Linked DNA regions of Drosophila melanogaster: region 2 is linked to region 1. A link is a contact called in public Hi-C data. All regions are on one chromosome and are shown on one strand. The core of a region is the stretch at or near the end of the contact, and the rest is flanking DNA. Distances in the headings are between cores, read along the strand shown.

Region 1 (2,700 bases), core at 94-2,593:
ATAGAGGGCAAACTACATAAGATTCAGACTGTTTAAAAGTTTTCCTTCGCTTTACAAAGTAAAGAAAGCTGATCTTTGGCTTATTTATTTTGTAAAAGCAAAAGTCATATAGCAAACCTTTTCCAGCTTAGAATTTTTGTTTACTAAATATGATATGAATAAACCAACAATGTGTTGTAAATGAAACTGTAATCGAATTCATAGAAAATTTGTGAACCCTAAACCGTACTGATAGTTTATTGCTTTCGTATTGCAAACGTACCTTTCCCGCCTTGGTCTCCTTGCCCAGAATGCGTTCAATGCCATTCTCGGGCTTGATGCGTCTGAAGAAGTCCTCGTCGTTGTACTCGGTGACCACCTCCTCGCCGACTTCGTTTAGCATATCCTCGATGCTGAGCAGTCCATCCTGCAGCCGCTCGCCGTTCTGTTCGACGCGCTGCACGTATGTCAACGGGTGCTGCTTGAGGTAATCCTCCGCCTCGGCGATTGTCTTGGCCAGATCGAACTCCTCCTCCGCCTCCTCCTGCTCATCGTCATCGTTGTCCTCGTACTCACCGTCCAGCTCCATGCCATCACAGTTAGCGCCGCTGGGCGAGGAGGTTCGTTTGGTATGCATGGAGCGTCGCTTTCTTTTCATCCAGTTCCCGCCGTCGTTTTCCTTGACGTCCGGATGGAAGCGTACCTTCTTCACGCGCACGGACGACGAGGCGGAATCTGTTGTTTCGGGGGTGGACTGGCTGGGTGTCTGCTGCGACTCCAGCATGCTGCCGCTGATGCTACTAGAGGCGGACGTGGGTGTTGATGTGGATGTGGATGCTGATACGGAGGCGCCGGTGCTCTCCGCCAGCGTGGTTTCCTTGAGGTTCTGTGATATAAGCTTGACTTTCGTCTCGAAGGCAGTGCATGGAGATGTGGGCGATTTGCTGGCCGGATGTTCTGGTGGGGATTGACTGCTCTGCGGACTGTCGCCCTCGCCGCACGACCCCGCCGCAGCTTCAGTCTTGTGATCCGTCTGCTTGCCGGCTCCCTCCATCGAACCGGATTCCTTGTTAATCGATTCCGCAGCGGAATCCCTGCTGCAGTTGTCCAGATCTCCGACTGTGGAGTCTCCGTCGCCCGTCGTCGTTGTCTCCACCATCACACACTTGATTTGCATAGATTTGTCCAGCGAGTCACTGCCAGCCGAGTCATCATTGGACTTGGTATCCATGTGTTTGGGTGGCTCCGTGTTCTCTGCGTTGGCTCTCTATCGTTTTGCGGCTCTGCTAAAGTTCAATTTTAGCTAAATGCATCGCAATTCATTTGTAATCTTTCAACAAAACGGCTTTCTCAGTGTTACCGTACCGACAACTATGAAATATACCCTCAAATTTGCGTAGCTGACTTGGCAGCGATTGTGAAACGATTGGAATTGCAACAGGGAGCTAAATAGTATATATGATTTTATATTTTCTTTGGCTCTTTTGATTATTTGGAGAGTTATTATTTAAGTATCTCAGTAAGAGTAATCTGGAATAGCATTGCATATCCCTTTTTGATTATTATTATTTTTTCTTTAATTAAAAGAAAAAGAGTAAAATAATCTTTTGTTCCACATTCAATCGTTTCACAGAGTTGCCGTATCTTGAAAGTCACTTTTAAATTGATATACCGCTATACCGTTACGCAGGCTACCTTTCAAATTAAAATTCCGTTAAAAAAGAATGCTTGATTTTGATGTTTGATTTCAGTAAAGAAAAAAGAAAAATGTTGAAGTGCTTTCAATTTAATAGAAGTCAATGAACTATTTTGCATTATGATTTGAATTTTTAGAAACTACTTTTGGCGTTTAGATCTGAACCCAATTATTCGATTTCTTTTTTAAATAGAAGTACCAAACATACAGATAATCGGTCAATTGTAAATGCAACTTGTGTTGTTTTTATTTGATTTCTTTATTAACAATTGTTTTTGTACATTTTCTCTTTTGTAATTCAATGCCGTAAATCTTATTGTGTGTTTGTGTGGTGTGTGTAAGTGTTGCGTGTGGTTGTGTGCGCAGTAAACAAAACTAAGTTATTTACACTAGCTTTAAGTTTAAATGTAGTTCAATGTTAAGGACTATTTAATATATAATATATTGTGTGTATAGATATTCGTATCGATATAAGATGTATATATGCATATCAAAGGCGGTTTGCATTTATATCCAAGTTAGATTCTGTATACATATCGCTTGTTTGCGCTATATCTTCTGGTTTTGATTTGCTTTGTTTTCAAATGTTTCCTTGCATTAAGTTTAAACTATTTAAATATGGCCCCGCTATTCCACATGTGTTCTTTTTGTTTGCTTATAGTTTAATGATAACATTTTGTTTGTAGTGTTAACGCCTACACTGTGCTACAAAGACGCCGTTTGCTGGAAAACATTCGCACTAATGATGAGAACATAACTAATCCGTAGTAGAAACTAATTACTATTAACTAATTTTAAATGTGTGCTGCACTTGTACAAAATAATATTGCAAATATTGCAAAAAATTCCCTATTCTCTGTTGATTTTTCAATTGCATTTTAAATGTGTTTCTTTTTGTTTCTATAGTTTTTATTTTTGCAGCAGCTGTGTGTAAATATATATATATGTATAGATTTATATAGTATGTATATAGTACCATATTCATTGCATGATATACGCGCTCACTTTCTTATTTCTTTTTTTTT
Region 2 (2,894 bases), core at 144-2,643, 76 kb after region 1:
TATGCATAAATAAATGTTTTATCTAAATATTACTACTTCTACGTACTTAGTAGCAGAAGTACATGAAAAACTTCCTCATAATGATATTGGCATTTTTTTTTGAGTGCATCTGGCCCGACTTGGCCAACTCTCACGTTCCCAATATCGTGTCCAATGCTAGGGCTTCGCCAGTGCACTGGTCCGTTAAATGGGTCGAAGACAAAGCTGCGGTTGTTGCTTTTGTTTTTGTTGCTGGCGGTAGTGGTGGTGGTGGTAAACGCCCCGCAGAAGAAGACCAAACAAACCGAAGAGCAGAAGCTGGCCAACACGTTGACAATGACAACAATTGTAAACGACAGAGCAAACAACCATTCAAGCAGCCCAACCAGCAAGCAACAGCCATCCGTCCATCCGTCCAGCCATCCATCTGGCCATCAGACATTGCCGCAATTTTAAATGACCAAATTCGTCTTGTGGTTTGTACTTGAGAGACCCAAAACTGGTAAACGAAATGCTATATCAAATCGGCCAAGAAAAAAAGAGAGAACAACTCGGACCAGCTGTCAAATCGACCAAACTGAAATCGAAATCGAAAACGAATCCAAACCGAAATCTTTCTTCTTCTTGTGCGTTTTTTGGATTCTGTTTTGCAGCCGTAAAATGTTAAAATATGTAGCCATAAAATCGCCTTGCCCCAGCTCAAATCGAAATGCAATAAATGAAATGTACAAATGAATTAAATGATTGAATTGTTGCTCAGGCGGAGATGCAAAGGGAAATTAAGTAAGAGGATGGGGAAAAATTTCAGTTGAAATTCGTTTACTTTTCATGTAGCTTGACTAAATGATAATTTAAACATTTATTCGTCAAGATTTCAACGAGCTCGTGCTGCGTATAAATCGGATGAAGTGAAACCGAACCAAAATTATGGAAAATATAATATACAAATATTAATAAGAGCTTTGGTTCTCAAAAACCCAAGATCATGGAATGACGTGAATATTAACAAAGTACTATCATAAAATGTGTATATGCCATTTCCAACTAATTCACGTTTTCTTATAATTTGAAAAACGCTGGCATTACACTTTTTTACAGGCAAGATTTCTTTGTAAGTTTCTAAGAATGGCAAAATTTTCGATTAAATATTGGCTTGTTTTGCTCTTGTAATCACTACAAATGATGATCATGCGATCATCATTTTACTGACTGATCTATCTCACCAATTAGTTAAATAATCAGCATTAAAATTAGTCTCGATGTTTTTATTAGGAAATCAAGCGATTAGAAAGAGCTGACAAGCTGATAATCTATAGATTAAATCGCTGTCCAGCAGTATAGGTACCTTTTTTAATCGAAAGGGTGTCAAATACTTCCTTAAATCAAACGCATAATCTGTCAAATATAAACCACTTGGCGTTCTTGTTCATCCATTAACAGTTGCCTACAACTTTGACATAATGTTCAAGGACAAATTTCTACATACATCCATTTTGATTTACAACCTCAATTACTCAGCCGCCTTTTTGGGCAGCCCCAAGAGAACTGAACTGACACCCGACCACGCCATATAGCATATAGTATATAGCATATAGCACCAGCTCACAGATCGCAGAACAGAGCTGAAGCGAACCAAACCGAACCGAAAAGAACTGAGCAAACCATCGCCATCTTCAACTGGTGGGCCATTTATGGGTCTGGCAATGCCAACAGACCGACAAAACATGAGAAGAATTCTTGGGCTCGTATTATTTATTTATTTATTTCGTGTATCGCTTAACTGCCGAAATAAACACGATCAAGGCTAACTGCGACAACGGCGATGACAACACGGACTGGAAAACACATTTCGGCACCAGTAATTTCAGCTTCTTTTGGCCGAAACCGTCAGAACAGCCAGAACAAGTGCAGATACAATCGTCGGTTCGCCACGGCGAAGGTAAGATATTGGTATTTATTTATGCAAATTTCTCGCTCGGCAGGCAAATGAAGAACATGTGGCAATGGCGCTGCTCCGATGTTAATGATGTTGGCAAACGTTGAGTGGTAAATGCAAATTCTGGTTTTCTCGCTTTTCGGTGACAACTTTTGCGAAGTCAATAGGTTGCGTATACGCAGCGTTGTCTCTGCCAAGGATTGAAGTATGCCAGTTTTATGGGCCACTCAGTAATTAATTTTATCTATCGTGCCGACTTTATGACTTCTCATTAATTCAGCTAAATGCTTGGATTATAGTTACTAGTCAGATAAAAATAAACGGGTATTAAAGATTTCTTAAATATATTGATCATTAAAATGATAGCTTTTTATTAGAACGATTATTTTTTACATTTTAAAAAGTTCTTTTAGAGTACCGCAATTAGTTAACTTTTTTATGTAAAAGGAAGCATAGCTGTATATGGTTTTAAGAAAATTTACCTTTAAATATCTTTTATGGAAACAATTTTGTTGTGACTGTTTAGATTCATGACTTATACTTCGGGTTACCCTGCTGCCGATACTCTCTGCCAAAGTCATGCCGTGTAAAATAATTGCAATTTGTCAGCGGAGCAACAAATACAGCCATTCATCGCGATGATGATGATGATTGCGATGGATTTGATGATGGTGGCGGTGCTTTGGATGATGAGCTGCTGGGCCATGGGGCGTATACAGAATGTAGAATTTGTTTCGGCTGTGAACGATGATCTCACATGCACTCATTGCATGAAAGAGACCAAAGCGAGTGAATTAGCTCTCTCTTGTCGTTGCACACGCACACACACTCATATGTAGAGAGCCATCACTTACAGATCCAGAGAGCGAGAGAAGTAGCCTTTGTCACTTGGAGCTTTACAAGCCATTACATAACGTCGTAATGAAGCGTCAATCTGCGTCGCAGGTCCAGAAGTGGAAAACAGAAAGCAGAAAACAGA

What was found. Hi-C and Micro-C count contacts between places; a contact is called where the count stands out from the background.
Region 2: a Hi-C map of the Kc167 cell line shows a contact between it and region 1, with 1.7 times the contacts expected there. The contact joins the promoter of lncRNA:CR45447 here to the promoter of CG9933 in region 1. A contact is called at or near these places in 11 of 107 Hi-C or Micro-C datasets (the D17-c3 cell line, the Kc167 cell line, the PNm cell line and 5 more) and 1 of 6 datasets of contacts at active chromatin or transcription factors (the Kc167 cell line).

What each region holds. Positions count from the first base shown.
Region 1 is chr2L:13,019,969-13,022,668 of dm6, forward strand. It overlaps CG9933, which reads right to left and starts at 1,344. Exons shown (of 3, transcript NM_135754.4): 1 at 263-1,344. The coding sequence starts at 1,210. It overlaps CG9932, which reads right to left. Exons shown (of 7, transcript NM_001273500.2): 7 at 1,900-2,700.
Region 2 is chr2L:13,095,601-13,098,494 of dm6, forward strand. It overlaps lncRNA:CR45447 (long non-coding RNA:CR45447), which reads left to right and starts at 1,394. Exons shown (of 1, transcript NR_124228.1): 1 at 1,394-1,698.